2 separate regions of the Mus musculus genome follow, and region 2 is linked to region 1. The links are chromatin contacts, called in public Hi-C maps. All regions are on one chromosome and are shown on one strand. The core of a region is the stretch at or near the end of the contact, and the rest is flanking DNA. Distances in the headings are between cores, read along the strand shown.

Evidence for each region. Hi-C and Micro-C count contacts between places; a contact is called where the count stands out from the background.
Region 2: a Hi-C map of cortical neurons shows a contact between it and region 1, with 2.2 times the contacts expected there. The contact joins two enhancer-like sites. A contact is called at or near these places in 1 of 39 promoter capture datasets (hippocampal neurons), 11 of 484 Hi-C or Micro-C datasets (3T3-L1-derived adipocytes, the HPC-7 cell line, cerebellar granule neurons and 8 more) and 3 of 115 datasets of contacts at active chromatin or transcription factors (embryonic basal ganglia, embryonic stem cells and neural progenitor cells).

What each region holds. Positions count from the first base shown.
Region 1 is chr1:193,583,590-193,591,507 of GRCm38.p6, forward strand. No RefSeq gene overlaps it. Among named protein-coding and RNA genes, the nearest start is that of Gm31870, 68 kb to the right of the region's middle. Within about 2 kb of position 3,527, at least 42 of the 459 cell types and tissues checked have an H3K27ac peak or open chromatin away from gene starts, as enhancers often do. A contact at or near this core is called in cortical neurons and forebrain, where this site is marked.
Region 2 is chr1:193,667,106-193,675,023 of GRCm38.p6, forward strand. The region is part of intron 1 of Gm31870 (a long non-coding RNA gene); the gene reads left to right. Among named protein-coding and RNA genes, the nearest start is that of Gm31870, 16 kb to the left of the region's middle. Within about 2 kb of position 4,781, at least 21 of the 459 cell types and tissues checked have an H3K27ac peak or open chromatin away from gene starts, as enhancers often do. A contact at or near this core is called in cortical neurons and forebrain, where this site is marked.

The DNA.
Region 1 (7,918 bases), core at 2,277-4,776:
CAAATTACTCATAGCAGCCCAAATTGTTGGATAGAAAGCTAATCTCATAAATATTGGGGGAATATTCCAATTTCCAGAAGCTAGTGATAAAATTCAAAGCTGAGAGTCAAGGTGGAAACCCCATCTTTGAAAATGTTCCAGAAAATACAAGGTCTGGATGGGGAAGCTTGACAGAGGCTCAGCTCTTGGTATTCCAACCATATTTTATATTAAGGTGGGATGGAACTGAAGCAGAAATGTAGGCCTGGCTGTCCTTTTGGACAATTGACACATTTGTCATGACAGCTAAACACTTGGGTGAATGGATGCTGAGTGGCTGGGGATCGGGTAGGTGATGCTTCAAGCAGCCACTGTTTTTGTGAGGGAGGTACCCTCAAAACAGCAGCAGAATGTAGCTCCAGAGAAACACCCAGAAAAGGGAGCAGTATTTTTAACCTGTGTGGGTGCAGGGTGGAGGAATTCACTGCTGACAAAGGGATGCTTTTTCTCCCAGAAGCCGACTTTACCATTTGTTGACATGCACTGCATCTAAATTGGATGGACAGCCCTCTCTTGGAGACACTTTGACTGAAACATTCACTGCAGACACTGGAATTGTTCTAAATATTAAGATAAACATTGTTTCTTTGCAGCAAATACAGACTGTGACAGAAAATGCATATATAGAAACATGAGGGTGATTGAAGTCTTTCATAATCCACCAAAGAGAACCAATTAGGCCTTTGCTGCTCTAATTCCACGTTGTCATTTTGAAACACAGTTCAGAATGGCATACAAACACTTTAATTCTCACTTTTAAATATGACAATTAAGCACAGGCATTTTCGCATGGTTTAAAATGCTCCTAAACAATAGGGCTGGCATTGTAGCATCCCGTTTACTTCTGGACTTGGTTTTACTAAACCATTGCAGCATCGGCACACCAGAACTTCAGTTTGTCACACATTGATCTGTATGATTTATATTTGTAAGTTCCTTTGTTTCTCCAAACCAGAGTGAAAGGCATGAGCTACCGATAATCTCATTTACAGGGAAGACACTGAAGGGTAGGTCATTGCTAGAGGTCACTCAGCTGCTGAGAGACAGGGATGAGATTTGAACCAATGCAGTTGGTGCTTCAAGGGCTTTGGGCAGGAATACCCCCCCTCACCCAATATTCAGGCGCTCTATTCTCATATTTGGTTGGAATCTCTTTCTTCTTTACAGAGAATTTCCACAAAGGAGGTCTCCCCTTTTTGTTGCATTTGGGAGTTAGTGCCTTCTGCCCAGGCTGGCTCCTAGAGGTTGATTACGGTGGCTACTGGTCATGTGAGACTTGCAATTCTGGGGTCAATACTGACATGAAAGCCCCTGCTATTGATTATAGAATCAGTATTAGGACCTCTCTCAGATTCCTCTCTAGTCTTTTTCTTTCTATTTTCATGCACACACACACACATTTGCAAGTATACACATACAAACATCTTTCTAATGAAGGAAGACAATGCAGTCTTTTGAAAGGCCAGTGTCTAGACAGAGTTATTGCAGGTAGAGATTGGGACTTATTAATTATAGCAGATTATTTTCTGCCCATTTCCATATTTATGACTTGTCTTGGAAAGCCTTGGGTTTTTCAGAAGCCTTTTTAAGTATCAAGAAGGGACTTTGTACCCGTTTTGTATTGGCCCTTAAAAGGAGGATTCTGCATCTGAAGGGTGAGGGGTAGGCATGGCCCATCCATTTCTAGGCTTCTCAGCATGGAGGCACACTCTTTCCTGGAACTCTGCTCCTCTAAACCCAACCTTGACCTAACAAGAAATGCTCTCCTCCCCATCCCTACTCCCTAATGCTTAAGAGACAGCTCCAGCATGCTAAACCAATCCCCAACCTCATCTCCAGGGGATTCTACTTTCATAGGCAAACTACTAGATTTCTCTGGGGCCCAGATAGATTTCCATGAGTAGACCTCTAGCAATGAGTGAACAGAAGAAATGAGGATACAGATTCCCTATAAAAGACCTGAGACTCTATCCCCAGGGCAGTAGGATGGAAGAACTGAGTGAGGAAAACCAGCTCACACTGGTGGCTAACTGGAGAGCCTCACATACGATTTCAGATCTGAAATATCCTTCAGACTCCTATGAGTAAGCCTGGGTTCTCAGTTGGTGTTGTATGAGAAATGATTAGATTGGAAGGGCCTAATCTCATCAATGAATTAATCTGTTCAGAGTTTCATTGCTAACTTCATAGCTAAATGACTATTAGTGGGGGGCATAGTTGGGTGAAGTGGGTCACAGAGGTGTTGTACCTTTAAAGGGTCTTCCTTGTTTCTAGCCCCTCCTGTCTGCATCTCTTGCCCTTGCTCTCTCGGTCTGAACCACAGTGGATGAGTGGTTTTGTTTCATCCAGTGCCCCTCAGATGATCAACCTCACTTTGTGTCTGGAAACAATGCAGTGAACGGACAGGTCTCGGAAACCACGAGACATACGAATCTTCGGTTGTTTTCCTCTAGCACTTCGTCACAGTGATGGAAACTGGGCTATCACCATGGCAGAAGAATCCAATCACTTAGGGTACATGAGCATTATTGAGAGTTAGGAAAGAAAGAAACAGAAAGGCAGCTTTGTGGAATGTTTACTGGGGGACAGTGAATGAGGCCACTGAGAATGTTACTGTCCTTTGATTAAAATAAGATTCTCTGAAACATGACAGAAGTTGGTTCTTTAACTGTGATGTTGCAGTAGGGATGACGTTCTCAGATGAAATTAAGACACCTATTTCCTCAAACATTAAATTTGACTCCATAGTTGTGATCTGGTGGGAATAGAGGAATTTTTCTTTAGTGTACCAACCGTGGGGCAGGTAGGGGTAGTATTTGTACAGCTGCAGGGGTCAGTCATACATGGAATCTGTCAGACCTGAGAGACCTACTTCTGTCCTACATCTGTGTGGGACCCGGATGATTTCCTGCTGGCCTCTCTGGAACCTGGTCTTCTAGTGTTCAATTTGTGATACTGCAGATATACATGTCTGAGAGAAAGATCTAGCCCTGCATCTTGGCTAGCTTGGCCAAGGATAGCAAACTGTGAGCCAGGAAGTAAGAATTTGACATTCCCCTTTCAAACTAGCCCCTATGAAGAGTGCACATGCTGGGACGAGAGGCTCCCAGAAAAAAATCACAACAAAGTAAATGGAGTGTCTGGATGCAGGTGACTCAGTTGACACAAGCAGAGCCAGGAACTCTGCAGGAAGGTGGTTAACTCTGGTGAGAGCCCATCAACGCCCCGTAAATACTAGGGCCTCTTCCAGGTATCTGCAGTTTTCCGTGGCACACCGGTCTTGGTGGAGCACTGCAGATGCCACCAGAGCTGCTGCAATACTGTGGTCATGTGGGGACAGAGGCACAGACAGCCACTGAGTGAGTTGATGAAGTCTGGGCAACACAAGTTTATTCTATTTCTGGGCTTCCTTTCCACACGGCTCAGGGAAAGCTGTTGTTATTTCACTGAGTGAGATGGGGGAGAAGAAACAAGTTAAGTGTCAGCTGCACAGCGTAGTCTTGAAGAAGGTTGGCAGGAGGCAGCAGCCGTCCCAGCTGTACCACCGACACTCCAGTTCTCCCACTTGGAGTTGGGCTTCAGTGGATAGACTGTTTGCCACGTGTCTGCCTTTCCTGGCTCATGTTTCCCAACAGCCATAGATAACTTGGATGAAGTTATTAGTGGATCTGATTGTCTGCCTTCAACACTGTGTATAAACAGGCATGCTTATCTGTGTGGCTTTCTGGCTACCATTGTAAGGATAGGTAGAGAGAAGGTCTTTATTCGCTAGCCAAATATGGCATCCTGCTGTCCTTTTGGAGCAATGTGGCTTTGTCCTGGATCTTTTGGCATGAATTCTTCACAGGCTTTCAGATGTGTCAATTTTAGCAGGGAATTCTGTGGTAGATTTGGCAGGCAGAGAATAAATCAGAGGTCTATACCCTGACTGTTAAGGAGAATAGGAGGCTAATTACCAAGATTGCAAGCTCATTAACAAAGCCACAAGCCACAGAATCAGAGGTAGAGGGCACACACTCACTGTTAGTGGGACCTTATTGGTGAGAATTGCACTTTGTTTCGAGGACTTGGTAGCATGTTTTAAGGCTGGGTCAGGGTCTGCACAAACACACACACACATAAGCCCCAGTGTCTACCAGGACTTTCAGAACAGCCTCATAGCAGGCTCCCTGGCATTTTGGCATTGCTGTGGTGATATTTGGTACTGGCTTGTGAAATACAAACCTGCCCTACAAAGGCCATGCTCCTGTCAGACCATGTGAGAACCCAACATGTCCCTATTGGGGATGGGTAATTATGGAGGCCAGACTCACAGGACCCAAGGCGAGCTTTCTGTTATCCTGTGCTTTCATGTGCATTTGAAGGAGACACTGAAGTTGCATAGCAACCAACACATTTCTAGATCATGAGGAGCTCTCCAAGGCACCGATGACACAGACTGCCCGATGGCAACTAGGTTGAGACAGGAGGATGCCACTCTCCTGAATGCTTAAGGCAGGTGTTGGACATCTGTGTCTCTGCTGGATTCCATGTCTCCCAGAAGGCTCAATCAGAAGCTAGACTTTAAACCTCACCCCGAGACACAGAGTAATTACAGGGTGGGTGTGCTTTTAAGCTGGAGACAGGGGAATGAGTTTTAAAGAGGGAACGTGAGATTTCTCGATTTAGTTTACTTGAAATACCTGGTAAAGAGTTTCAGATTCTAAAATAGATGGTAGCTGACATTTGCTTAAGTTTAGAGGATGATGTAGCTTTCTTGGTCTCTGAAAAAGAGTAAAATCTACTTTAGACTCCCACCAGCCAACTTCATAGCAACATTTGGGGCTGTGAGGATGAATCTGAGGCAGGGACTGGACATTTGTGGAATGCCGGGAGCCTGGAAATCAAGCTGTGGCATGCTCCTCAGCTGAGACATTAGAATATTGTTAGGGCCCTCCCACCCCAACCCCTGTGGCAGCTCCGGTCTCTGTACAGCTCCTGCTTGCTTGCCTCAGAAACAACACACTCTGAGCCTGCAAGGAAGCTTTACATTCTTCTGAAGAGAATGCTCCCCGCCCCCCATTGTGATGAGTAAATCAAGTAGGGGTTAGGCCATGTGATGTGGAATTTTGATTTTAAATCATTTCTGACATAGTTCTAAGATAAAAGCTCCCGAGAAAGGGACCCTTGCATTGAGACACAACCTCACTGCCTGGCAGCAGCAGCAGAGAAAAATCAGAAAGAAAGCTTTGGAGCCTTTCCAGTCTCTGCCTTGCTGTTTATGTGGTGGCTATCGATTCTCTAGAAGAGGACTCATACTCTGGGCAGCAAGGAGCTATATTTATGTTAACCCGTGCACTTGATACCTCCTCACTGAGAACAATGAGGCCCATCTAACCACGAGAGGACCACACATCTGCATTTAACTGGGCTGGCCACAGAGACAGTCCGGTGTCAGTGCCTGGAGCAGGGGAACTTTGGAAGGGAACCAATTCAGAGTGCAAACTAAGAAACTGAGACTTGGGTTCTCAGGTTGGGGTGCAAATCACAGAGGACAGATTCTCTGCCAGTTGCATGTGGGCTCTCCTAGGGATGATAAGAGATGCTGTTGGCTCAGGCGCGCCACCTTGTGCTAGGACTCTGCTATCACCGTTGGCATTTAGTGGCAGATGGGGGGAGGGGGATTGTTAACATCGAGAAGAGTGGAACAGTAGTAAGGGGTAGTGAGGGAGTGGTGTGGGGTTGGGGAGAGAAGAGGTGGTAGGAAGGTTACAGAGGGAGATGGAAGTGAGAGAGGTGACAGTGGGAGGGATGGTTGTGAGGGGATGGTAGTAGGGGTGGCAAGTGGGGGGGGGGCAGTAGCAATTAATCTGTTTTTTCCTGTTCCATTTTTTCTTCTTTTCTATTTTCCTGTCTCAACTGCCTCAGCTCCCCTCTCTCCACCTGTCTCTTTGGACCTAAATAGATTTCTCTTTTCTGTTTGGAAACCACACATTATAACTATCTACACATTGTCACCAAAACCAATTTGTGCAAACTAACAGGCTTATCAGTGCCACTGAAATGAGATTAAAACTGCTTCCAGTGAAACAGATAAAAACCAGATGAATGAAGCCTGCTAATAAGACATTAAAGATAATGAGGAGAATGACTAACCGGTTGATACAGTGAGCAGTTACGAGAGCCCGCTGCTCAGGATCAGTAAACTGCTCAGAATCAGTAAAAGAATCCACCTTTAATTCCCCTTTGTCATCGAGATATGATCACATTCGCATCATCATAGTTTGGTTACTATTTATCTGTGAGAGCAACATCACACCTTTCTCTAAAGTGCTTACGGGTGGGGAGAGTAAGAGAAAGGAGAAGAAAGACAATTGCTTTGGGGATAAAGCTCTTATTCCTGCTTTTTTAAGACTGGAGGGGGATGTTTAATACCTTGTTTATGTTTGTGTGTTGGTTGTGCAGGCACACTCTTTCATTTGTTTCACCTCTGAGAGGGGCCAGCTCATAGCCAGCCTGCTTTACATTACACAGTTAGCTAATTATCACATTAACAAGCCACATGAAGACAATCTGAAAATTGCATTTCTGTTAGTAACATCTTGGGCCATGGTCACTGTAACCCTGGTGTCTGGCTTTGCGTTGCTGTGGAGAGCCTTTCCTCTATCCTGCAGCTGAGTAGATGGATCTTCCTGCCTCACTGGGTATGAGTTAATGGGGAGGGAGTGTGGAAGAGAGAGAAGTCATTTACCATTCAGTTAGAGCTTTCCCAACCATATTCAGTTAGAGCTTTCCCAACCATATGATATGCAGGCTCAGTGTTGTGCTCCCTGAAGGAAGGCAGGTGAAAAAGAACTCTGCTCTGCCCTCAGGGGCAGGAAGGGGAATAAACAGAGACTAGATGACAGGCGGACAAGTCCAGGGACTCTGTGATTATAGGAAGCACCACAGACGCCTGGAGGAGGGAGCTGCTCTCCAGAGGAGCCAGGGAAGGCTGCTCAGAGGAAGAATTCTTTGATGTGGGTATGAAAGGAAGAATGGGCTTTGCTAGAGGGAGAAGTGGTGTAGGGCAGAGATGGAGTAATTGCACAAATAGCCATGAACGGCCCTGCTGTGTTGTGGGAAGAAATGCTCGGGGAGGGGGGGGGGGGAACCTGGGAACAGCTGAGAAAGGAGGCCAGCGAAGAGGCTAGAGGCCCATGTTCCATGCTGATCTTTCCACATTTATTCTTAACAGTCAGGCTCACTCTGATCAAACCTGTTGTGAATGGATTAAAGGCAGAAATGAGTGGAGTCAGAAGGAAACCCAAGCCTGAGCCCTGAGGTAGCAAGAAGTTACCCCACTTAACTTTTGACAGGCTGTACCATCTCTACTAGCTTGCACCTTTGAGCTGAAGTTTTAGCGTTTGCTAGCCCAGGATACCCTCAGACTTTCTGGGATTACTGGAAAGTTTAGGTGTAATGCCAAGCCCAGATCCCCTATAGACTGTAGTTGGCTACAGTCACTGTAATGCCAAGCCCAGATTCCCTGTAGATGTCCCTGGCTCTGTAGTTCTTCAGAAGTTCTGCTGTGGACAGGGATTAGAGTAGGATGCTGATGGTCACAGCTAGTATGATTGTGTGTGCCCTTGCTGCTAGATGGGGAAATTGCACAAACAGCCAACAGTAGTTGGAGAATCACTACAGCATGTAGGGGACAGAGGAAGTCCAGAGTGAAAGCACATATTGGAGAGAGACACTTCCTGTCTTCAAGATGCTTTGCTGAGTGAGATGGAACTTATACATTATATAAGAGAGACAGCAAGTTAGGGGTAACCCTCATCTCAACCATCTTTCAACAGCTGTAGTGGCTCAAAACTGATGAGAGACTGCACCATTCCCAGAATGTTGGCCCCTTGAA
Region 2 (7,918 bases), core at 3,531-6,030, 85 kb after region 1:
TCATTTACACTGATGAGATTTAATGGACATTTGAATGGTTTTTGCATGTGCTTCAGCCATGCTCAGAGGTGAATCCAGAGACATGGTGTTAAGGTGGCCAGCTAGTGAGAAAGCCTTATAAGATGTTCTGTCCTTTGTCTTTCACCTTATGAGCTCAATATGTGACAGAGAGGAGGGGTTTAGCTAGCTCACTAAGCCACAGTAAAGAAACAAAACAGAAACCAGCCTGCTGTAGAGGAATCAGTAGACAAACAGGCCCAGACCAAGCAGGTACAAGCACAAGGAATTGACTGGTATGGAGCGAAGACCTGAAGTAGAACTACCCGGGATGTATATACCACAAAACTATTAACCTAAGTGTCAGTGGAACATGTAGTGTCATGCCTTGCCAGCACTGTGTGTGCCTCCTGTCACTGCCACAAAATCCTGAGGCCAAGCATCTTAAAAGAGGTGGGGTTTATTTGGCTCACACTTTCAGGCTCTGGCAGGTGCTGGAAGTGAGGGTGTGTGTGCATGTGTGTGTGTGTTGTGGGGGGGGGGGGTACTGAGCAGCTCACATCCTTAATGCACACGCCATCTTTCTGTTTGCTGCCCACGAATGTAAAGTGACCAGAGAGGGTAGGACATTAAAGCAGAGTTTAATTGGGTAAGGATAAGAAGGAAAAGAGGGAGTGGCTGACAGATATCAGGTAGACCAGCAGACTGAAGGCTCTGCAACCTTCTTACACATGAGAGTGAGCGAGCCAGAGTTGGGAGTGGGGGCTTTAGGTTTGGAACATGGCACGTGTGCATATCCTATTACAAGGACAAACATGGAAAATGATAAAAACCACTAGCCTTGAGGAATGGGCTGTCAGCTAATACCAGGGGCAGCTGGATTTTATCCGCTGGCTTCCTATTCTGTTCAAATCCCTGGGTTTGTAGCAAGGATGGGTCTTTGCTGTCACTGACAAAATTCCTGAGAGGATGGTGGCAAATGCACACTTTTTGAACAAGAAACACTTTAAAGGGCTCAGTTTACTTACTGTGGTATCCTTAATACGGTCTTATTTTCTTTTTAGTTTAACTTTAGTGACACTGAGGAAGAGACATCCCCAGCTCTATTGGTTACACTTAGACTTGAACCAGGAAAGATTGTGTAGGAGAGTTGTAGGAAGGATTATATGTTAGTTTTAATAGATAACAGGTTAGCAGCTAACACCATATTGCTCAGGGATGTGAAGTGATATGGGAAAGCAGACTACATTTTGTTTCAACGTCTCTAAGTCCAGTTTTTGGTGTCTATATCTGCCCCCTGCCTTGTTTTTTGGATGGAGATCAGTTCATCTCAATATCACAGTGCCATAAAACTGAGAATGAATGCCTTGCTAGCTGCCTTTCTCTTTTTCCCTTCAGCCTATGGTAGAGTAGTGCCATGTACACTCAAGATGGGTCTCACCCCCTTAGGTAATCCTATCAGAAATACCCTCCCAGATGCACTCAATCCATGGATGATCAAGACTGACCATCATAACTTCACCCCTTGTCAGCTTGACACTCAAACACATAAATCATACCACTCCCCAGTGACACTCAAAAGTCCCTGTGCATCCTGGGACAGAATAAATTCAGTCCATCTCAAGGGTCTTAAAAGATCAAATGTTGTCCAAATGTTCATCCTAAGTCTCCTTTGAGACTCAAGGCAATTTCTTAACTGTGAGCCACTGTAAATGGGAAACAAGTTAATCTAGAGTCAACCTTCCCATTCTAAAAGGGAAACAGGGATAAAAAAAACCTAGCAAGTCTGGGAGACCAAACCAAGACTGAAACCCAGCAAAACTCACAGTGAACCATTCACTTCCATGCCATGCACCTGGGGTACTGGGTGCTGTCATGTGAGCTTCTCAGGGGACAAGCAGCCCTACCCTCACAGTCCTTGCCAGTTATAACCCACATGACCTCTATCTATTCAGCCAGATCTGCAAATTGCCTGCAGCTTTCCTTGGCAGACAGCCCAGTTCCTGACTTAGTTCTTGAGTTACTATTATATCTCCAGTGTCTCTGTTATACTTCAGACATTGCTCTCTCCAGGGCTGTCTATGGGGTCCTGACCCTAATATTCATTGCCTGCCCTCCAAAGCTTTGTATGACCAGGACCCAGTAGTCTTTATTATGTGTGTCTGCAAAACATGTGCTTTCTGAGTGCTGTTATGATCTGTTTCCAGATTCAATTGCAGCCAGGGTACCTTGGGCCTAGGTGTCTCATCACAGGGAAAATTTCTTTGATGCCCTAGAGGTACCCAGAGCTCTCTTTTAAAAGTAAAGTTTTTGTACCCTTGAGCCAATGATGAGTGGAGTCTGGGCAATTCCTGAGATGCCCTCAAGTTGTCTTTCCTAAGCTACTCAAGTGCTTTTGAACATCCTTGATATCTTTCTCAGCTGTAATTTCATTGGCCTCAACTTAATCTCTCCCTTTCTACAAGTTGTCTAGAGCCTCTGCTCTGCTTTTGTTCCCAGTTCTTGCTGTCAGCCTTGCTAAACACAGCTAGCAACAACCATGCTGCAGTCTGAGTGATGAGCTCCCTCAGGCCAATCATCCCATTGATTTTAAACTCCACCTATGACAATGTCTCTGGACACAGGCAAATATAAATAAATGCACTGCCAGAATATACATGAATGCTGCCAGGCTGAGTTCCCATTGTGTCCTCATCTACACTTGACAGTAGTATTTGCATCTCTATCAGGTTTTGATCCAAACTCCCACTAGACTGGCCTGTGAAGTCTGACTACAGCCTTGTAGGGCTTGTCTAGTACACATTTCCATACCTTTCCAAATTCCTCTTATAAGCTGATTCCACAGACACCTAGACCATGTCATCAGGGAGAGTCACCTAGGTGACTACTACATTTTGAACACAGATTTCTACCCCCCCATACATTTCAACTGTTTACCTAGTTCTGGAATGTAGGCCCCCTGCACATACCAATCCCCTCCTGTCCCCTCCACAGGTCCCTAGACCCAGGAAAAAAACCACAAACCTGAGCAGGCCTGAGCAGGAGATCACAGCTGTCTCCCATAGCAACAGCCAATAAGGAGAAACCTGTTTTTTTTTTTTTTTTTTTTTTTTGCTTAAAGGGGTCAGGTGGTCTTACTTATAAGTGACTCAGCAGTCATGAAGGGTGACCTTTGTGACCACTTTGTAACAGTCTCCTTCTGTTCCTGCCAGAAAAATAAGTTTGAAATACTAACCAATCAGAATGTGGAAAATTGTGTCCCATATAAAAACCTTACCTCCTCAGAGCTCAAGGCTCTCATTTTGCTTCCATTGCTTTGGAGACAGGGAGAGTCCTTACTCGAACTTGTGATAAAAGACCCCTGTGTGCATCAAATCGGCTCCTCGGTGGTCTTTGGGGTTTCTGTAATCTGGGCATAACACAATGACCCAGTTTCTCAGTGAGAACTCACACCAAGTACAATAACTTTAGGGAGGAAGATCTGTTTTGTCTTAGAGTTTCAGTTTATTATATGGCAGGGCGGGGGTGTTAGATCAGAGTAGTTAATATCATGGTGGCTAGGTGGGAGTGGGGGAACACTTTCTTTTTATTTTATTTTCCTCTTTGATTCCATTTGCACCTTCGGACTGTGGGATGGTGCCACCCACGTGGAATAGATGTTTTCTCTCAGTTAATTCTCTCTAGAAACACCTTCACAAAGACACCCAGCAATGTGCTCTATGGGTTTCCTAGGAGTGCCTCAGCCCATCAAGTTGTCAATCAAAATGAACTATCACATACCCCAGAGAATGTATGTAGGTAACTCCCAGTGCCTATCTGTCTGGACCTCATTCAAAGTCTTGTCTCTTGAGATTGCAAGAGAGTCCCCAACATTCCCCGACTCAGAACTTTTGATGTCAAGAAAAGGCTTGGGATAAGGGGTTCTATTATAACAGTTTTCTGGATTTACTTTCATGGCAGGGTACAAGATGTGTTTCTGCTTGGGTCTCAGCTAGATGCACACTCTTGGTATGGGGAGTGGAGTCAGGCCTACTCAAAGAATATAGTCTGAGACTGAGCAAGGAACAAGTCTCCTTAGAAAAATGGGAATCTTATTTTCAGACTAGGAAAGATACTGGCAGGCAAAAACAACAGATGTCTACCCCAGATGCCAACAAGAGTCAAAATCATACAAATGAACCAAGCATAGCTATGCACTAGTTTCTGGATTGTGCCAGGAGAGGGTCACATCTACCCAAGGAGACACTACTTACATGGCAACAGTTCAGACCACATTCTCCAGGAGAATCTTTTCTGATAAATGGCTCAGGGCCTTGCTGGCTTTGCTGCAGCACCGAAGGAAACTGATCCTTTCCAGTCTTTGCCACAGGCACTCTGTTCTAGAAGACAGTTCTATAGCAATGACAATCTCTGAACTATCTTTTCTGCCCTCACAAGCTTGGGTGGCATTCTCACCCATGCTACCTGGATCCTGGCACTCCCATATATCCCTGTCTGTGCTACATGGTAATCAGAGAAGACCACTTAAACATTGGTATCTGGTGAACATGTCCATCAAAACAGCCTCATTTTATAAAAGGAGACAGGAGACCCTGTGGCATGAGTGGGTGCCCAGTGTAGTAAGAAGGACATTTCAAGTAGAAGGGAAGAACCAAAATATTTAAAAGGAAGGAGGAAAAAGAACACTCATTCATTACAAGAGCAACCTTTATTAAAAGAGCTCACAGAGCTATGACATCACCCATATGCCCAGCGCTGATGAAGACAACACCAGATGGAGTCTGAGAGCCAGAGCAGAGCTGCGGGCTAATTATCAAAGTCTCTCCATCCCCAGGATAACAGTCCTGGCAGGCCATGATGACTGCTGCCAGCGGAGAGAAAGAAATTACCCAGGTTGATGCTGCTTCCAAATAATTGATAATTTGCCTAAATGAACAAATCAAGTAAGATTTAACTGTTGGCTGGAATTGCCACCCAGCAGCAGCAAAGTATCTAATTGCCCCAGCACCTCACATGGCTGTCCATGTGTGTTCTCCTCCCCATCCTCCCCCCTTCTTTTTCTAAACCAAGTATAATTGTTTAATGGCATTGATGGGGAATAGACTTGGACATTATAAATGACACTGTGACAGGACTGTCAGCTGGTGACAGCCCACTGACAGCCCCTGTGAGAAATTAATCATTTGAGATGCTTCGTGATTTGCTCATTTAATGGTGCAAATAACATTGTGGTTTCTAATCACACACCATCTTTCACTTAAAGAATCCCTGTCTCTTCCCCAGGAGAATTTGGTTGTTTTCCTTTCAGCGATGGGTGCCGACTGGGGTTAAACTTTGGGACTGTTTGGTGGTAGTTCATCTCAAGGAGCAAGGAGACATTTTCTCTGGGGAAACTCTCACTGGAGCGGCGTCTGAATTTAGTTTTCCTCCCTTGCTACTTGTTTAAGAAGGCTTTCAAGGGGGAGACCTAACCTGTTGGGACAGATGCTAATGAAGATAGAGGGCTAAGGAAGCAGCATAGCTATTTTTAGCTGGGTAATGGGGAGTAAACGGGGCCACCCTGTGATATGCTAAGAGATGCCTCACTCATTTCTGCTGGAACTCCCACATTGTCTGCTGGGCAGACATCTGTTAATTGCTTTCTCTTGGACTTCATTTGACATTTAGAGAAATAGAAGGAGACTGCCTAACCATCCCCCTCCCAAAAACCTAAATGGTGTCTCTGTGGAGTTTTGAAGCCAGGGAGGAAAGGAGGCCAGGTGAGTTTGAAGCCTGCTCTCTGCTGAGGTGTACAGAGCGAGCATTGAACACGATGTGCCTAAGGCGCTCTGACCTGGTTTGGTGGATGCCTGTGTGGCTCCAGGCAGTCAGAGGCACAGAAGTTTCTCCCAGCTGCATTGTCTGGCTCTACATTTGGTCAGAGCATGTGCTTAACTCTACTCATCTGCCATGCATGCATTCTAACCTGGAAAATAGTGTCTTAAGACACTGCAAAGAGAGAAAATATACTCAATGTCAACATGTGCTTCTCTGAAAATGACTGTATGTAACTAACACAGTACCACATGCAATGGCAACCTAAGACAAAAACATAACAGATTTTCCATTTTAGAACAAAATGACTTCTTCTGCTCATTGTGCCACCATTAGTGTTAGCTTAAGGAGTAGCTACTGACACCCAAGAGTAAAGGTCGAGAGGTTGTAGTTTCTTTGTCTCCTCTAACCTATGCTCACCAGCACTAAATTGCTTTTGGGTAAGTAGACATAGGTGTGTACTGTGATCAATGGCCACTGGGTGGCAACAAAGGTCCTCTTGGACTGTCAACTGGAAGTGACTGACAAGGGAAATGTGCCCGCCTTTTGGTGTCACAAGGACTATGGGAAGCCTGGAAACACCTTTATAAATGCTGTTCACATGCTTACAATTTTACCCATGTTTGCAACCACCTTGTGAGTCTCACAGAATCTAAGGAGTTGATTTCCCAGAGGCAAAAGCTGATGGAGCTGAGATGTAGCACAACCACAGTTGTGACAGATGAGGGTGCTGAGTTCTTAGACACAGCAGTGCACCATATGGTGAAGTCTCTACACTTCTAGTTTGGAAAGTCAAACGTTTAAAACCTATGCTTATCCTTCCCTGAGATCTGAAGCTTTCTTCATTGCAAGATGAAGAAAAAGGACATGGGGGCAGGGGAGAGGGGGGACAATTTTACTAAGGTAAATAGAGCCTTCAAGTTGGAGAATTTATGACTATCTAGTCTAGGCATCTGTCCAACCCTCTCTCAGGCACAGCTTTGAAAGTCGTTATATGGTCTCTGCTGGGCCATCTCTTGCCTGTTTTCCCGCAGTTACCTTCTGTTCCACAAATGAATTCAGAGGGAGCAGGCTGGGTATGTGGCTTAGTGGTGGGCTCTTGTCTAGCATGCACAAGGCTGTGTTTAGCCTTTAACATATCAACAAGAAAACAGTAGAGTAATACAAGACCCCAAAAGAGGGAGAGGTTATAAACATTCACAGCTCCCATCTTTGAGAAGAATTCTAGAACACTCTATGAGATGCCACATGACTGGGCTGTGGGGCCTGCACATTGGGTAAAATGTTCTGGGTGCTTCAGCATGAGATTGATATTTGACTGACTGAGCCAGATGACATACATCTGGGGCTCAAGCTATCAATTGAAGGTATGCACAAAGCATTAAGAAACAGCTCCTTCCTGTGTTTAAGAGGAACTCCTTGCCTGACACCTCAGAATCTGGGATATTATCTTCACATTCAACATGAACTACTGGTTATCAAACTGCTGGTGTTCGTACTAGAATTGAGACCATCAACTCTTAGGCTCTCTAGCAGGCATCAGCCTCTATGGTTACACAAGTCATCTCCTTATAACAGATCTCCTTGTGTCGATGTCTTTACCATCCTGTTGATTACATGTAGATGCAGTCATATTCACACACATGCATACACATGTGTGCATATATACCTAAAGAGAGGGAGAGGGAGGGGAGGGAGATAGATAGATAGAGGCAGATAGATAGATAGATAGATAGATAGATAGATAGAGGCAGATAGATAGATAGATAGATAGATAGATAGATAGATAGATAGATAGATAGATATGGGTGATAGTAGAGTTCTCAGCTCTGCATCTTTGTATCTGGTTCTGTGGCTGGACTGAGGTGCAGACATCAGATCAGTGGACTTTTGTGTTGGCTCTACTCCATCTTTCCTGTTTTGTCTTCTTTGTAAGTCTCAGAGTTCCCTTATTTTTAATGGTAATAATTATAAATAATCACAATGAGGATAATTATGAGCTCCATATGATGCAGACATGTTTCTTAGCACAGTGTTTAGCAATCAGTTAAGTGTCTGTTAGCTTTGTTAGGCAGCCTTTGATTTCTGTCAATCTGTTATCAACAAT